2 separate regions of the Mus musculus genome follow, and region 2 is linked to region 1. A link is a contact called in public Hi-C data. All regions are on one chromosome and are shown on one strand. The core of a region is the stretch at or near the end of the contact, and the rest is flanking DNA. Distances in the headings are between cores, read along the strand shown. Region 1 overlaps Dgki (diacylglycerol kinase, iota). Region 2 overlaps Creb3l2 (cAMP responsive element binding protein 3-like 2).

The links. A called contact is a pair of places that touch in the nucleus more often than the background predicts.
Region 2: a Hi-C map of cortical glia shows a contact between it and region 1, with 3 times the contacts expected there. The contact joins two enhancer-like sites. A contact is called at or near these places in 10 of 484 Hi-C or Micro-C datasets (the N1E-115 cell line, cerebellar granule neurons, cortical glia and 6 more), 1 of 115 datasets of contacts at active chromatin or transcription factors (fibro-adipogenic progenitors) and 2 of 9 other capture datasets (embryonic stem cells and liver).

The regions. Positions count from the first base shown.
Region 1 is chr6:37,195,550-37,198,654 of GRCm38.p6, forward strand. The region is part of intron 1 of Dgki (diacylglycerol kinase, iota); the gene reads right to left. Among named protein-coding and RNA genes, the nearest start is that of Dgki, 100 kb to the right of the region's middle. Within about 2 kb of position 1,477, at least 18 of the 459 cell types and tissues checked have an H3K27ac peak or open chromatin away from gene starts, as enhancers often do. A contact at or near this core is called in cortical glia, where this site is marked.
Region 2 is chr6:37,339,131-37,342,319 of GRCm38.p6, forward strand. The region is part of intron 8 of Creb3l2 (cAMP responsive element binding protein 3-like 2); the gene reads right to left. Among named protein-coding and RNA genes, the nearest start is that of Dgki, 41 kb to the left of the region's middle. Within about 2 kb of position 1,716, at least 8 of the 459 cell types and tissues checked have an H3K27ac peak or open chromatin away from gene starts, as enhancers often do. A contact at or near this core is called in cortical glia, where this site is marked.

The DNA.
Region 1 (3,105 bases), core at 227-2,726:
TTTATTTTTAGTTAAGCTTTGGGCATTAATTACCAACATGAATTTTACATTGTCTCTTCAAATTCTGAGTGCCAGAGTAAATTTCCTCTTGTACTACTGTGGCTCTTCAAACTAGCCATCTCTGTCTTGTATGGACAACTCTTGGGGTAATATAAAAATAGTCCTTTCATTTTCAAATTAAATTCGCTATATGCTCCCTGAAGTTTGTCAGACTTCATTATATCTCTTTTTTCATTGTTGTAATTTTGAAAATACCCATCAGGTATCAAACCAGTACATGCAGGTCTGGTTTTATAATAATTATTCTTACCCATAACTATTTTTAAAAGCCCACAGAGACACCTCACCCCTCAGGTCTGATTGATCTGTTCCAAATGACGGCAATTAGTAGACATATGGACACTCTCGTCTACCTAATGGAAAGCTGACTGCCTCACTCAGACATATTTTCCATCCAAATCTATTTTAAATGAACTGGGAAAACCACACAGAGCCACTTCACACACAATGCAATTTGCAGAGCACCAGCAGAGGCGCAAGGAACTACAGCAGCTTGTGCCCGGCCTCAGCCCCATGCCCCAGCACAGATACATCCCTACAATAGAAAGGGCACTGCAACTAGTTCATGTCCTCAAAGCCCACAGGTTGGAAACTTAATTCCTGTTGCAAGCAACAGTGTTGAGAGGTGGGGCCTCTAATCAGAAATCAGGGGACAAGGACGGACGGCAGCCTCACAGGTGACTGATCTGGTATCAGGGCAGTGGGGTTACTGTAAAGGGGAGCTCAGCAAGGCCTAGTCCTCTCCTTCCCTCTCACATAGATCATTTACAAAAGGCAAACCCTCAGCAGACACTAGCACCTTGAAACTGGAGCTTGGAGCCCTAGCACTGTGAAAAATACCTGTGTTACTCTTATAAATCACTTTGTCTACAACATTGTTACATCACTATGAAACTGTCTGAGACGCCAGTAACTCTTTCTGCTCACAACTGCACTTCAGATTACCAAGGCATGTGCCCCAACGGTGTTTGGCTTGTTGTTGTTGTTGCTCTTGTTGTTTTAATTGTATAAAACCCATCTTATACCTGGGGCCAAGGATCTATTTGACCCTGTGAACGTGGAACCTCTAGATCTCATCTCATTCATTCCTAAATGAAAAGGCAGACAAAATAGTTCTAAGCTTTCTCCTACTTTGAAAACTCCATATGAATAAAAAAGGATGGCCCTGGGGGACCAGCAGGTGACCCCTGGACCTCTGGAACTCCAGCTCTGGCTCCTCTATTTCCCAGGAGCAGCTTATACAGTCCATGCTCTTACCCCAGTGAGAGACAGAACCCACTGTCTGACACACAACATGGTCAGGAAGGCCAATGAGAATGGCTACAAAAGACTTTGCCCAGTATCAAAAGTGCTGTCAGTGTGCATGCTGGGTCCTCCCAGGGCCTCTTGTCTCCCAGACTGGCTCCAGGCAGCTATTTTTATTCACATGCCTCCTGAGTTCCTCTTTTCTACCTCTCCTGTTTGTCAACAGCGCATACGAGAGTGACCATCTGCTGTCCGTTCTATTTTTGCCATTTGTAGACTGAAACTGGCAGTCGAGAGAAGGTTGAAACAGAGGTCTCTCTCTTGCGGAGAACAACTCCAGGTTGAATTGTTCCTGGTAGTTCCCAGCAGTTTTGCTCTATAACTTCCATTGTTGTGGAGGGAAAGGAAGCTGTCTTACCACCACAAAGAACATCACTACTTGCTCACCCTCACCTGAGAGTAAAGATCAAGAGGAAGCCCATTGCCGCTTTTCATGGCAGGCAAATCCAGGCACCACACACACACACACACACACAGACACACACACACAGACACACACACACACACACACACAGACACACACACAGACACATACACACACACACAGACACACACACACACACACACACACAGACACACACACACAGACACAGACACACACACACACAGACACACACACACAGACACACACACACAGACACACACACACACACACACAGACACACACACACAGACACACACACACACACACACACACACACAGACACACACACAGACACACACACACACAGACACACACACACAGACACACACACACACAGACACACACAGACACACACACAGACACACACACACACACACACACACACTCTAAAAATCAGCACAGCTGGGCCAAAGCTCTCCCCATTCTCAGGGATTGAAAACACTTGGCTTATTAATTTTGATTGAAAGAGCAGCTTCCTCTGTCTCTCACATTAGACTGCATTCCCAAGATTCTGGTCAAAAAGGTGAGAGCCGATCGGCACTGCCTGGCGCGGACTCCAGATGTCATGCTTCAGTTCTTTCTCCTGGAAGCTGATTGAGGTCGGACTCACAGGAAACTCTCTAGGGGTGGGCAGTCTGGCTGCCTGTGGTTCCAGACTCTGGTCCCCAAGCAAGAATTTCAGCTACGCCAGGTATATCGGGTCGCCCATTAAATCGTTAAGATGTCTCCAGGAGTTCAGCACTGTTATTCTATTTTTTTTCTCAAAACTACAGAACGGGAGACGGTCTCGGTGCCTCGTGCCTGAAATGTAAACTAGAAATTTCTCAGGCCACCCCCATCCTTCCACCAGACCCAACAGAGCCTAGCTGCTCTATGTGTGTTCAAAAGCCATGCAAATACCAAATCAGGGAAAGCTCTAGAAAGCACCTATGTCTTGTCAGTGACTTCATGCTCAGACTATGGCCGAAGATGTAAACTTTTCTCAAACACAAATTATCTCTGTGCGTCATGAGGCCGTTAAAGCTGATCCCTCTACCTGGTACTACAGAAGGGCTACAGGTGGGCAGACTTTTGAGGTGGCTCTGGACCAAATCCTAATTCTCTAACACAGAGAATGACAGGGAAACCCTGCCTCAGTTTCCTCGTCCATGAAAAGGGTTAATACATTATCATTTTAAGAACTACCAAAAGGGGGTCACCCCTCGGTACATGCAGGGGATTGATTCTAGGGTGCCCTAGAAGAGCAAAATCTGTGGACAGATCAATCCTCAAAACCAGTGTAAGAGGGTTGGGGCATGGTGGTACATGCTGGTAAT
Region 2 (3,189 bases), core at 466-2,965, 140 kb after region 1:
AACACTGTAGTTCCCAATGCATGCTTTCAGTTTGGAATTCTGGCAGAAGGCAACAGCTTGGTGACATGCAGATTGCTGCTGCTTTTCCTGCTGGAAATGTGCTGCAGTCACATTAATGTGATATTGACAACAGCCCCATGGAATGACATGTGCACATGTCATTAGACACAAAACGTCACTATTACAAATAACCACAGAAGGGAGAACTGTACCAGGACCCAGGTGAAAATAAAGGGCCATGGTAACAACCAGTCTAATAGCAGTGAGGTCTGTAGCCACTAATGTCTAATAATAATGACACAAATATATGCATAGGGATACATGTTTGTATGTGTGTATCCATGAATGTGATCGTATGCTCATGTGTACTTGTGTGTACATGCATATACATGTATGATGTGTGCATATATGTATGTGGATACATGTTGGTACAGATGTATATTTGTGTATATGTGTACTTGTATGTACATGTGTACCTGTTTGTACATGTATACACATGAACATGTATGTACCTATGTGCACACATATGGGTACATGTACATGTGTGTCTGTGTAGATACATGTGTATATGTATGTATATATATATATATATGTGTGTGTGTGTGTGTGTGTGTGTGTATGTGTGTGTGTGTGTGTGTGCATATGTGTACCTATGTATATGGGTAGATATGTATATACACATTTATGCATGTGCATTTTGTACCTATGTGTATATGTATATATGTGTGTACCTGTGTGAATATGTGCACATATGCATATATGTATATATCTGTGTGTATATCAGCATATGTATGTATCTGGGTATACCTGTGTACATGTGTGTATATATATATATGTGTGTGTGTGTGTATGTATGTATGTGTATCTGCATATGGGTATGTATATGTGTTAGTGTACATATGTGCATATGTGTATATGAGTGTATGTATATATATATGTGTGTCTGTGTGATACATGTATGTATGTGTGTATATGTATATATGTATGTATATATATATATATATATATATATATATATATATATACATATACACACACATACCTGTGTGTATGTATGTGTGTGATGAAAGTAAAAAGGGGACCATGAGAGGTGAGAGAGTGTAATGAATACAGGTGACTGGAAAGCAGAAGAGAGACTGGTTGAAGAGAACAAGTAAGAAACAAGTACAATGAGGTGTGTATGGAAATGCCACTATGGAACCCATTTACTTTTTATGCTAACTTCAAAACACTCATAAACAATGAAGGAAAATAAATCCCTTGTGGAACGTCTATAGGTGTATTGAAAACAATGCAAATGATAGAGAGGCTCAGATGAGCCCTGCACAGCGCGAGGTGTCAGGAAGTCAAACCCAGGATTTATTTAGATAAATGGAAAAGATGAGACCTGTTCCTCTCTCAGATGCCAAGTAGATGGATTGCTTTAGTGATGCTTAGTGGGTGCGTGAATGGCAGGATGAGAAGACTGGCTGTGAATACGGAGGAGCCCAGGTTTAGACCTCACCATGACAACTCTGTGCCTCCAACCAAGTTCCTTAAGTTGTGTGCTTCAGCAGCTAAGCAAAGCTAGCTTCTGAAACCACATCAGCTAACAGGATCATGGAAGAATCACTCTGCCTGGGGAAATCTGGTTTGCTAGAGCAAATGCATCTCTGAAAGGCGCCACTGTTTCTTCAGTGGCTGGCGGATGAAGAGAGCCTCTTTCTCGGGAAGGCCTCAGAATGGATACATTATTTTGAGGTGATGCAGGACATTCTGTGATGGCAGTGGACAGCTGTCATCAAGTGCAGGACTGAAAACTTGGGTGGCAAGAATCAGGCAACCAGCCTGCAGGACTTGATGTAAGGAAAGCTATCAAGGAAACAAAAACTAGAGCTACAAAAACATCTATAAAAAGCCCAGTGGCGTCTCCAAAACTCCATACGCCCTGCTCATTGCTATTGTATTTTGAATCTTGTGAGCAAGGCCAATTATGGCTTAATGAATTCTTGGGCTTCTGGGATCAAGGTCTTAATTTAGAGGGAGAAACATTCTTAACATACATTTTTATCTGGGCCAAAGGATTTTTCAAAACTTGTTAAACTGGAGTGTCCAGCTTGATTGAAAATGTATATTCTTGTCCTAAGGTGAAGTGTAAAAATAAACTTAGTGGCTTATCTTCATATATATCCTGGCAAAAGAGCAGTCAAGGGGAGCTACAGCCTGGGCCCAAATAAAACATCACCCTGTATCCCACACAGCACATAGAAAACAAACAAACAAAAACCTGGGAAGAGCATTCAAAAGCTTTAAGAGAATAAGACAATATCTTGCAGGAACTGGAAAATACATTAGTGGCTTAGTGTGTTATCTTTATATTTGGCTTAATTTTGTTTTCTTATATACCCTTCATTTCCAACATAGAAAGGGAGCGATATTAAGTGAGAAAGATATACAGCTAGTGTAGGTAAGCCTTTGAATAGTCAAGAAATTAATTTCCCATTGGAATCAGAAATCAGGAAAAAGAATACACTGAGAGATCCCAGTTATGGGGCAGGAGAGTCACCCCATACCCTGCCTGGTATACACACTTATATTTCATAGTGCACCTTACTAGAAAATGAATTAAATGGGTCATGAGACACATGCACACACGTGAGTGTGTGTGTCTCTGTGTGTGTGTGCAACTCTCTAGGTGAATCAGCCTCCTTCAGAAAATGATGAAATCTTTTTTTTTTTTTACATCCTTATGAATACCTAGAGAGATGCTTTCCAGGTGCCAAGTCATGGACTCTTAGTGAGACGAGATCAATTGGGTTGTGACTGCTGTATCATTTTAATACAATGAAATCAAACCAAAAATACAGAATCAGGGAACAACTATCAGCAACTAACAGTAATGAATAAGATATACATACCAGTTAGCTATAGCATAAATAAATATGTTTATATATTATGCCTGCTGTAGGTAAAGTGGGCTTCGCCTAATGCTGCTTGTGTTACAGTGTTAATTTTGGTCCCCCCAAACTACCTACATGAGTGTCTACACGTAAGACATTGAGAGACACTGTCCCCAGTTGGTTCGGATTGGTAAATTAAGATGCCAACAGCCAATGGTTGAGCAGGACAGATGAGTCGAGACTTTTAGGATTCCTGGGTTTGGGACAGATAGGATAGAAAGAAGGAGACAGACTCAGAGGCAGAGGGATT